Regions from separate parts of the Hordeum vulgare genome. Here region 1 is linked to region 2. Evidence: chromatin contacts called from public Hi-C data. All regions are on one chromosome and are shown on one strand. Each heading gives the region's core, a stretch centred on a gene start, on an enhancer-like site or on the middle of the called end of the contact. The rest is flanking DNA. Distances are from core to core; before and after follow the strand shown.

Region 1 (6,115 bases), core at 1,591-4,090, 270 kb after region 2:
ATCAAGACCCAGAGACAATCCAGACCAACGTACCCCGTCCAATGCGCCAAGAGAAAGTGGGCAAGTGGACGTGAGGGTCTGAACGGTCCACGAGAAGGCGTAGTTGAGAGAACACCGAAGATGAACTACATTGCACTCCGAAGGCCCACGCCAAGAACAGTGGTCGGCACCAAGTAGTCGGCACCAAACTGAGCAACGTCATCGGGACTCCTCGAGCAACTCGACAACGCTCCAAGGCGAGGACGAAGACATGACGCCACCGCCTCTTGGTTCGTAAGCCGGATCAAGGAATTTCCGCCGAGCAAGAAAACGAAGTCGGATCAGAGCCAAAAGAACGCCTTTAAGGAAAGTACGGTGCCCACGAGCGTCGGCGTTGCTAGACTCGGCCACAAGGGCGCCCACAAGCGACATCGTTGGGTACAAACTCGTCTCCTATTACCATTCAGGCCCTGCTTAGGATGCCGTTTTCTTGTAAAATAAATACACACCTCCATCCAGCAGTTTAATTTCCAGCCAGAAAACACTCATGTCCAGTAAAATACACTTACACCCATGTATTGAATTACACCTATACCAAGCGCGCTCTCACTCTAATCGCCTAGCCGAGATACTCTGTAATGTAATAACCACGCTTAGTTTCGCCACCCTTCCAACGAATCTGGATGAAGCGAATCGACGTTCGAAACGTGGGTGCCGTTGGTTTTCCTTGTAAACCATGGGAATCCAACTGAAACATCATGGCTGATGACGGCAACCAGTTGCAGCAAGGTTAAGAAACGAATATATCTAAGTTTGTGGCGTGACTGTGCCATTTGTTTTTACCAGGTGGCCGTGCTGCTTACGGAAGGAATAAGTAAGGAAAAAAAGAAAAGGGGAAGAAAAAGGGGGAATAATACGTCCAAAACTTCATTTTCATCAGAATATATGAAGTGGCCTTTCATGGGATCACACACGATCACTTTTGCACGATTAAAGAAGAAGAAAACTGGCAAGACACGGTTTTGTCAAAAGGGAATAGCTGGAAATAGTGGTACAACGACTACTCTCCGATACATCAAAGAACAGGGCAGGAAATATTGTGTAGTCACATGATAAACGGTGCAACTTTATGTGTTTGTTTCGTGCAATAGGAGGGTGCCCCCGTCTTCCTTTGTATTAGTAAATCCAAAAGAAAGAAATATTTCCTTTGTGTAAATCCAAAAGCAAGAAATATTTTATGTGATCGAAGATGGCATGGCACACATGTAGAAATAGACGACAAGGGTATGAGAAGAAGAAAATTTAGGGGGCATGGTGACCACCGAGACCCTGACTGACTCTTGGGGCCTTGAACAGTCGACCAACGTCTCGGTAAAGCAAAAAAAAAACAGGCATGCAGGCTCAGAGATAAAGAGAGAGACGAATTGATGAAGAATGGACAAGCTTGTCATTGCCCAGCCAGCCACAGTGGCATGAAGGGAACATGACACACACTAAGAATTGTCGAAATTTCACTCAACTGCTATCCCATAGCCAGGAACAGATTACTGAACCCTTCTTACCGGGCTGTTCCAGGCACGTCACCACTGTACTGTTTTCGCCACTAACAAATTCAGCGCGCACAAAGCAGAAATTTCTGGAACGGGCATAGTGAAGTCATCACGAAAGAAGGATTGCGGTTGTACGTGCGGAGGTTTCCACGGGGCACTCGATTGGCACCGAAATTGAAATTCGCACCGACGATGATGACCGGCCGATCCTGAAGATGAAAGATAGTGCATTCTGCCACTGCCAGAAGAAGAAGAGGCGGGCGGGGTGAGGCGGTCACCTACACGGCAGGCGATAGGGACACGAGAGAGGTCCAGCACAGCAGAAAAACAACCAAGCAGAAGAAATGGAGGGGAAATCAAAAGGAAAATAGATCAACGAACGGGCCTCCTTTGCACTAGTGGGGCGGAACAGTAGCGTGCCGCGCTGCAGTGTGTTGGGAGGGGAGGAGGCTCCCAAAAGCAAGATGCCAAGATAAAAAGGTGGTGGCCGCTGAGAGGAGAGGAGGCCACCCCGCAGCAGCAGCAGCAGCCCAAAGTGGACTGCAGCACAGATGGGTGTGGTGTGGGTGAGTGGCCTCCACATCGGACCAGAGCTAGCTTCTTCCGTGACTTTTTGGCTGTCACAGCTGAGCCACACGCCAGGAAATCATTTCCCGTCTGTTAACCAGGCTTTTCAGAGAGAAGCAAACAAATGGTGGTACAGTAATGGAGGAGTTAGGTCCCGTGGATCAAATTATTTTCTCACGGCCCTACCGCCCTGCTGAAGTGGTCGCCACGCTCCACAGCAATCTTTGAGCATGGCATGATGCAGGCAAAACACTTCCAGGCTTCAGCATGGATGATGGCAGCAATGGAAAAAAAAGGCGAGATACATGATGCAGGGATCATTAAGCATATAACTAAAATGGAGCAGCATGCCCTAACACCCCGATCAATATTCAATCATTTCGCCGCATAACACGTGTCCTGGGGAGGCAAAATCTTCCTTAATAAAGCAAAGCAGCCATAATTTGGAGGTAACTTAGGGCTCGCTAATGGCGCACAAGTTGACCTGACGGCACTGAAACAACATTCAAAAGGATGCTCAAAACTTCCAGGACATTGTGCATCGCTTCGGCTGCACAAGCACAAGGATGGGCATCCGTCCAAGGCTACGGTCAGCTTGTGACCACAGATTCACAAAAAGCTTGATCTCAGCTTTGGCCCAAACAGCTCTAGAAGGACACTTCTTGCAAGGACAGGTTTGTGCAGGCACTCAGCAGTAGTAGGTGTGCTGGGGTGTGCCTATGATACCAACTTGTAAGATCTTTTTTCCGAGACTCGATAATGGCTGACAAAAAAGGTGAGATGGTGTCCTCTCTGCCAATGATAATGGCTTACAAAAAGGCCAATACTGCTTTTCATATCAAGAGGACAGAAAAAGAAAACCAAGGAAACCAGATAGAGACTTCACCAAGATTCCCATTTCCAATCGCAAGCAAGAGGTAAAATTCTAGCAGAATACACTAGATGTTTCATGCACTGCAAAGTACTACTACCTCTATAACTTAATATAAGACGTTTTTTACACTATAACAGTGTCAAAAAACGTCTAACATTTTGATACAGAGGGGGTAACTCTGTTCCTATATATAAGGCGTTTTTGCAGTTCGAACAATCAAAAGGGAGGAGAATTAATACTCACCAATCAATTTAAAGTCATTCATTTCAGCCAGATAAAAGGGAAAAACAGCCGGGGTTTTCAGTTGAATGCTGATTAATGTGTATTTGTCCAAGCAGTCAGCAGTTTCCTGTTAAGCACAGACCATTATGCATTAGTACTTTCCAGGATTCAACTCTACGTAGGAAAATGCAGTGTTGCATGTGTGCCTCAGCAAACACATAACACAAGTGATTCATTAAAAAACAACGTATGTTTCCTGAACTCTCACACAACGCCTCGCCAAACACAAGTGAATCTGCAAACCCTTTGTTGAGAAAAAAAATAGTATGCCAAGATTCAAGAGCATCGGATATCCATCCAGTTTGATTGTAATTATAGGTCTAGAATTCTCACATCAATCAACAAAAAGAAAATACTGCTTATAGTTCTATGCGTTGGTGGTCTATCAAAGCACCAAAAGGTTGATAAGCACAACAGCTTTTCTTTCTCGTGAAAACACGAAAGAATCACATCCCATATTCCCATCAAAGAAGAAGAAAAGGAACCAAGAAAGCAGCAGCTTACGCTTTCAGAATCACCATGTTTTGTACAAAGTTAGAGGTCTAACATTAGTTAAATATAGGAAGTTCTGGCTAGCAGCCTGGTGGAGCTTTCAAATCAGTACTGTCATGAACACTAAATACTTGCTGACTTATTTATGTAGGAAACAGCGTTTCTATTTGAAATTTAAAAGCATAACAGATGGCTATCACCAGCAAGAGTCAAATGTTTTATTTTTTGCTAGCCAGTACTGTGTACATTCCAGTTAGCTATTACTCGTACTTCCTCCGTCCGGCTTTATTGGATCGCCTCGTATTTTGGCTCAAATTATGACCATCTATTTGACTAAAATAATATGATATGTATGATACAAAAAGTATACTATTAGATTTGTACTTGAAAGAGGTATCCCACGGTATAATTTTTATGATCAAAATTTGTTAAACGGAGAGGTAATAAACCCGGATGGAGGAAGTACTAATTGCCTAATTGATGGTAGTTAAACAGTTGTAACAAGGATTTTATTATCAACACTCGCAATAATGAATAATGGTGGGCATATGATATTCAACAAGATTTAGAAGTTATTTTTCTGGACGGCTTGACCAGAGCTAAAAGGTTTCAGCCTTTCAGGTATAGTTGCAAACAAGAAATATGAAGCTCATGAATTTGAAACCACACCCCACTATTAACAACCAATATACTAGTATAATGCATCAGCACTCGTGTGTACCTTGTAAGCCCCAAAAGGCATATACTGCTAGCACTAATGAAATCCACACACTAACCAAACAAAACTACCTCATAATATACATATGAAGTTGCAATATAGCTTATGCAGCATGAGCCAATCAAAAAGCTGCCTTTATAAGTTAGAATCTGAGGACAGCCCAAATGATGGAATATAGAGTCTTTATGGGAGTTCCAAATCACACCCACCAGATCACATGACTCCCAAGAGGCCAAGAGCTCCCTCCCTCGCCTATAAATGAGAGGCAAAAGTCATCAGACCCTTAGGCAACAAAGGTCAGCTTGCTTCTCTCCCTACTAGCTTCATTCTTCTTCTTCTTCCAAACAGACTGGAGTTCATCAAGGATCCCGTCCTGAAACTGGAGCCCACAAGCACTCAAAGGAAGAAGAGCAAGAAGACGGGCTCCCAGCCGATACAAGGTAGGAGCGAACAACGTTAGGGTACTGTCGTTATATCTCCTGAGTTGATATGGTGACAGTGAGAGAAGAGACACGCAAAGGGCCATGGACAGAGCAGGAGGACATGCAACTGGTATGCACTGTCCGTTTGTTCGGTGAACGCCGTTGGGATTTCATTGCCAAAGTATCAGGTTTGAGGGGTGGGGATCCCAAAATTAGGTAGCTATATTGAAGTATTTTGCGCCAAGTCGCAATAAGAAATGTCACCTTTTCTAATAACTCTCTTCTTGCTTCAACCTCTGTAATCTTCATGCAGGCCTCAACCGCACAGGAAAGAGCTGTCGCCTCCGGTGGGTCAACTACCTCCACCCTGGCCTCAAGCGTGGACGCATGACTCCTCATGAAGAACGCCTCATCCTTGAGCTACATGCTCGGTGGGGAAACAGGTTTGATTCAAAGAACAACCTAAATAATAGGGTAACAGCTTTCATCTGCTGTTATGATGTATGAATGATATATCTGGAGGCTCTTCAATAGGTGGTCCAGGATAGCACGGAAGCTGCCAGGGCGTACCGACAATGAGATCAAGAACTACTGGAGAACACATATGAGGAAGAAAGCACAGGAGAGGAAGAGGAACGTGTCACCCTCATCATCTTCATCCTCAGTGACATACCAATCCTGTCAGCCACAGACGCCATCGATCATTGGAATTGGCGACCAGGAGCTTCATGGTGGCAATAGCTGCATCACAAGCATACTGAAGGGCACGCCTGGTGACATGGATGGATACCTCATGGATCAGATATGGATGGAGATTGAGGCACCCTCTGGGGTCAACTTTCATGACGGGAAGGATAATTCATACAGCAGCCCCTCTGGCCCTCCGCTAACATCACCGATGTGGGATTACTACAGCCCTGAGTCAGGATGGAAGATGGATGAGATAAAAATGGCCCCACAAGTTGGTCACAGTAAAGGAATTGGCCCCAGTTATTGAAGCCATATATATTGCATCAGATTACTAAGTTACTTGCAACCTAGCAGAAGTGAAATGCTTTTGTAGAAAGAACCATTAGCATGGATCTAAAAAATATTTATATCTATCTAGCATTCCAAGTGTGCTCATGTTTTATGTATCTGCTATGTAGTAGTATCTAGTGTGCAAGACATGTACTGCAAGGACACTCCCACTCTGTATTCACGATATAATCAGCTATCCCCTGAAAGACTT
Region 2 (6,229 bases), core at 1,931-4,430:
TGATTTGTTGCCATTTCTACAAAATAGAATAGAATTGTGCATGCCCCTTAACTGCTTTTGCCATGCTTTGTTAACTTAAGTTGACATGGTCTATGAAAAAATCATGGCAAATTCATATATTTTTCTGCCATGGGAGATATTCACTGAACGGAAAGATGGTAGCTATAAAGGACTATAAAATTTTCATGTCAATTGATGATGATCTGCCATGGCAAAATGGTATGTAAAATTCACAATGATTTGCCATGGTATATGAAGCTACATGATGTATAATTCATGATAAATGAATGGAAATAGTATGAATTGCACTTGCCCTGGCAAATTTACATATCCCTAAAAACACATGGTTAAAATAGACAACATGGTGGTTTCGCAAAGGCCAAAAGATGATGTGTGAAAAAATGTATAACAATTTGGCATATCAAAAATATTAGTAGAACAAAGGCTATCATGGAAAATTTTGTTCAAAAATTGCTAGTGTATATACATAATTCATAGAAAAAAATCATACCAATTCTATCATGGCAACTAATCTAGAATTATGCTATAGAAACTACTCCAAAATTTTGCCATGTAAACTACTCATAGAAAATTCTATCTACTACAACTACCCGTAGAATTTTTTCACAGTAACTACACGAGAATGTTACCATGACAACTACTCTAGAATGTTGTCGTCAATCAAAGAAAAGTAAAACTACCCATAAAAATGATGAAAGCAAATTGTCGTGGTCCATTAGCTAATTTTTCTATGGTTGATTACTAAATTGGCCATGTTATATGTAATAAGGTTGCCATAGTATTATGATTAGTTGAAACACAAAGTTAAGAACAAAAATTGATGTGGCACATTCGTGTTGCAAATTTGCCATCATTTTTTTAATTAAATTGCCATCTTATTATTTAAAAAAAACTATGTATGTAAAAAACACATAAATGAATTATTTTTCCTTGGCATATGCATTTAATTTTTTTTGTCATGGCAATTATGATTTCCATGCTTTGTATATTTTTTTGCCATGAATGTATTCATATATTTAAAAATGTCAGGACCGTATACTACATTGGCCAAGCTCCATCCAAAAATAAAGTTGCAATGGTCGCATCAAAGGAAGTATTTTGTTGCCATTTATACCAAGAAATGGAATTTGCCATGACATTTTAAAATGCTTTTGCCATGCTTCGTTTACTTGAGTTGTCATGCTATATGAAAAATCATGGCAAATTCATATTTTTTGCCATGGTAGTTATTTACTACACGAAAAAGGTAGCTATAAAGGGTTGTAAATTTGTCATGTCAATTGATGATGATTTGCCATGGCAAAACAATATCTAAAATGCAAAGTGATTTTCCATGATATATGAAGCTAAACGATATCTAATTCATGAGAAATGTATGAAAAATGGTATGAATTATACATCATTTGCCATGGAAAATTTACATATCTCTGAAAACACATGGCAAAAATGGACAACATAGTGGATTGACAAAGGCCGAATGATGATATGTGAAAATGAAATGCAATAGTGCTACTTCGAAGCACTTTATGTTATACACTTTGAAGCATTTCATGAAACATCACGAAGGAAGGTAGTTGGTCTACTAGTTTTTTCTTATTTCAAGAAGGTGACTGCAACACTTCACGTGATCATATATGGCACTCCTAAAGATATGGTTGATGTGTATCTTTGAATGGGCCAAAATGCATAAAAGTGTTAGCTCAATATATATGAGCATCCCACACGAGGACATAATCAGTAAAACATGGCTTGCATGGGATGCTTGAGAGCACTCGCTGTATGCATTGGAGGTGAAAGAATTTTCATGTAGCATGGCTTGGCTAGTTCATTGTGCGTTGTCATGATCCAACTACTGATGTGGGAGTGGTTGCCTTGAGGACTTGTGGATCTCACATTACTACTTTGGCTTGCTCCACTCTCACGATGACATCGATGTCTTACAAGGATCTCATCTTTTTGCTACGCTCGCAATTGATGATGCTCCAACATGCAACTTCCTGGTGAATGCCATTTATGACCAAGGCTACGATCCAGCTGATGGCATGTATCCCCTCCCGATCAACATTTATATGGAGAAAATTAGAATCCTCTAGTAAGAAAAATAATTAATTCACAAAGTATCAAGAAGAAGGGAGGAAGAATATCTAGAGATAATTTCGAGTGTTGCAAGCTCGGTTTGCAATTGTCCGAGGTCCTCCTCCGAGACAACGTTATCATTGGAGGAACCACAAGGTGGTCAGGATCAAGCCCCAATCATCAACTCCGACTACCAAGTGCATCAAAGGTATATGTCATGATTGGAGAAGTGTAGGCAGTGATGGTTTAGAGTGATTAATACCATGAAATGAACAAATGGTGTGTGGTGGAGGGCGACTTTGTCCAATATTATTGCAACAAAAGAATTTCATACTACATTAGACACGAGATCTCCTACGGGTTCTTGAAGAAATTCCCCAACTCTTTTGTTTATACCACTTGCCACGAAACATCTTTCTAACGTGTTCGTCAATTTTCAACTAGCATGTTATATGCCACTATAGTCATTATGTTCTTCGAAGCGTTGAGTATCACTAAATTATTTCAAAGTTTTAAGCTATTAGAGACTAATCGACATGCAAATATAGTGACACATGAGATTGGGAATTTTAGTTTTTATAACCATTCTAAAGATGTTTTTGTTAGCAGTGTCTAGATGGTGTGTGCTTTAATGAATGATGGCAAGAATATTTTTCTAAATTAATATATAGGATGGTGTTTATAATAAAAAAGAAATATATGTTTTTCAACCCATAACACAAAAGGCGTGCTCTAGTTCGCTGGCCGCTGCCGACACCACAACCCTCTTCGGTGTTTGATGGGGACAAATAGGCGGAGCGAGAATGGTAGTAGAGAACTCGGCCTACTACCAGCCTATTTCTCTCATTGTCACTATACTAACAAACTGGCCCATGACAGCCCAGTCCACTCCTCATTTCGTCAGTCCCTCACAGTACGGCCCAGCTAAGTTATTTCACTGACGTTGCGGTCCTACTGCCTGCCTAAACGAATCCAACGGCCCAGACGCGCCTCCATCCCCCATCCCGACCGTCCACCCTAGGGTAATCGAACAACAAACCCCGTGCCGCACCCTATATATTGCTCCCTCTTCTTCCTCTTCGAACCCTAGCCCAGCTGCCCACCCATTCCCCTCACCGCCGCCGCCACTCCGCCGCTGCCGCCGACGAGATGGGTCGCGTGATCCGCGCTCAGCGTAAGGGTGCGGGCTCCGTCTTCAAGTCCCACACCCACCACCGCAAGGGCCCCGCCCGCTTCAGGTCGCTCGACTTCGGCGAGCGCAACGGGTACCTCAAGGGCGTCGTCACCGATGTCATCCACGACCCAGGACGTGGTGCGCCGCTGGCCAAGGTGACCTTCCGCCACCCGTTCAGGTACAAGCACCAGAAGGAGCTATTTGTCGCCGCCGAGGGTATGTACACCGGCCAGTTCGTCTACTGCGGACGCCGCGCCACGCTCTCCGTAGGCAACGTCCTCCCCCTCCGGTCCGTGCCTGAGGGAGGCGTCATCTGCAACGTCGAGCACCACGTCGGCGACCGTGGTGTCTTCGCCAGGGCCTCCGGTGACTACGCCATCGTCATCAGCCACAACCCCGACAACGGCACCTCAAGGTACTCTTCCTTCTCCTCCCACCCGTCTCTCTAAAGTACAAGGCTATGGTTAGATCTGACGTTCTCCCGCTAGTAACTGCTATTTGATTGCTGTATGTGATTTCCGTTAGGAAATGATTAAATGCTTCTCTGGCTCATAGTGCGATCTGAATATATGCTCGTTCACTGCTTCTGATATTCTCTTTAATTGATTATATAATGGAAACCTTAGATTGTGCGTTCTTCATATGTTTGTTAATTTATTGCCAGAGACATATTCTTAGATACACATTCTGTCCCTGAGCCTTGAGATGCCTTCTGTTCATTGTATAGTCTGCAACTGGTGCGATATGATGCTCTTCTGATATGTTATCCTAGAACTGGACATGGCATGCTTTCTCTTCTGTTCTCCTAGAACTGAGCATGCATCTAAGAAGTCTATACCTTGGACCAGAGACATGTGATATGTGATCTCTTGTTATCCTGCTTTTGTTTCTGATTGACCTAACATGCCCATGATCTAGCGTTTAGAAATGCAAGGGCCATTTCCTATTATCAGTTCTTGTCAGTACAAGATCCTACATGTTAATGGAATATATATGATTGGTGTATCTTTGTTTATGTTGCCTGATGGCCTGATCCTTTTGATGAATTCTTCAGTTGCAGAAATGTTAAGATGCATTGCTCATGTTCTCTTTATGCAGGATCAAGCTACCCTCTGGTGCTAAGAAGATCGTCCCAAGCAGCTGCCGTGCTATGATTGGTCAGGTTGCTGGTGGTGGCAGGACTGAGAAGCCAATGCTGAAGGCTGGTAACGCCTACCACAAGTACCGTGTGAAGAGGAACTCCTGGCCTAAGGTGCGTGGTGTGGCCATGAACCCTGTTGAGCATCCCCACGGAGGAGGTAACCACCAGCATATTGGTCATGCTTCCACTGTTCGCCGTGATGCACCACCCGGCCAGAAGGTTGGTCTCATTGCTGCCAGGAGGACTGGTCGTCTTAGAGGCCAGGCTGCCGCCTCTGCTGCGAAGGCCGACAAGGCCACTTAGAGTTATCATTGCTGTTTATCTATGTTTGCTGCCTCTAGATTACCCGTCAAGGACATGTATTGCAGTAAGGTTGTCGTTTTTGCTCGGTACTTTGGTAACCTGGTGATGTTTGTTATCAGTTTTCGCCGTGGTCTGGATTCTTCAGTCCACATAAAGGAGATTATGCTTGGATATTTGTTTGTTGGGTTACTTGAGTTAGCCCAGTGTGCTTATTCTTTGTGTTGTGTTTTTGTTTGAGTTAAGCTTCTATTGCTTGATCTCCAAAAGTAGTATTGTTTGTTTTTGTGCGTTACTCTAGATATGACATGACATTACCTCTCACAGACATTGATTTAGTACATTAGTTACGTTTCATAGTGTTTCACCGGTTACCGTTGAGTCGGAGAAGTAACTCACGAGGTAGAGGGGTAGTATCAAAGAGCTAGAATTTGCTGCCAATCAGCAATTCAGCATGAGTATCAAAGAGCTAGAATTTGCTGCCAATCAGCAATTCAGCATGAGCCTGTCTGGTAAGCTGATGTATACGCTGGTTTTAGTTTTGGAGGAAGCTGGTCGGCTAGTATGAATCTGGAGTTGTTCTGGGTAAATCAGCAATTCAGCATGATCCTGTCTGGTGCAAAGCTGATGCACACGCTGGTTTTGGAGGAACACAAATGCTGGTCGGCTAGTATGAATCAGGAGGGAGTGAAGTTTGTTTTGAACCTTGAGGTTGCAGAGTTTGTCGAGATTGGACCTTCACCTTAAATTCGCTGAAGTTTGTGCCCCGTATTCATGATCCAGGATGTTTGGCGCACGATGAAAAGTTCCATCCCACACAGGATCCGCGACTGCACTTACACATGTTGAAAGAGTTTGTTCTCCTTGCAACGCTTAGGAACGGCCGGTTCCTTAGGTGTTGTTCCAAGTCTCCTAATATTTTTTACGGTACATTAATTCAATATGGGCTGTTCATTTGGAGTGTTCAGATGAGCGAATACTACACCTGTTTTTGGTAGTATATTTACTAGCTAGGGGCATTTTTGGTACTTCAATATTTATCAATCACTCAAGTTCCTTCCCTGACATGGCCAACCTTTCCTCTCCCACCATCTGTTGGCCCTGTACATTTCGGCAATATGCGACCAATATGCGACGGAACGACGAAGCAAAGCTGACGGTCTTCGTTCACGCCCCAAGCAGGCATATGCAATACGTGCACAACAATGTAGAAAAGCTAACCTCCATAGTAGATTGGCCGCCAGCCATATATATACACAAAAGCACGTCACGCACTACACGATAGTTAAATCGCTGCTTGCTCCTGTAACACAAGTACACAGGCAAGACGATTGTTGATCGTCGTCGGTGATTTTGTTTATCGCTTCAACCACGAGTGTGATTATAGGGCCGACGACGGTGAGACGAGCTCCGCTAGGGAGGGATTACAGTTACATGAAGCCCCTTATCCCAGGAGGTGTCCGATGGTTGAGCTAATGCGTTGTGTACAACCATGCATATGTAACCGGTTGATGTAA

The links. Hi-C and Micro-C count contacts between places; a contact is called where the count stands out from the background.
Region 1: a Hi-C map of seedling shows a contact between it and region 2, with 4 times the contacts expected there. The contact joins the promoter of LOC123398612 here to the promoter of LOC123400024 in region 2. A contact is called at or near these places in 2 of 6 Hi-C or Micro-C datasets (leaf and seedling) and 1 of 1 datasets of contacts at active chromatin or transcription factors (embryo).

Annotation. Positions count from the first base shown.
Region 1 is chr5H:95,705,367-95,711,481 of MorexV3_pseudomolecules_assembly, forward strand. It overlaps LOC123398612 (myb-related protein MYBAS2-like), which reads left to right and starts at 2,841. Exons shown (of 5, transcript XM_045093066.1): 1 at 2,841-3,013; 2 at 4,811-4,902; 3 at 4,962-5,072; 4 at 5,198-5,327; 5 at 5,419-6,115. The coding sequence starts at 2,856. The coding sequence ends at 5,881.
Region 2 is chr5H:95,432,165-95,438,393 of MorexV3_pseudomolecules_assembly, forward strand. It overlaps LOC123400024 (60S ribosomal protein L8), which reads left to right and starts at 3,181. Exons shown (of 2, transcript XM_045094417.1): 1 at 3,181-3,686; 2 at 4,370-4,888. The coding sequence starts at 3,247. The coding sequence ends at 4,715.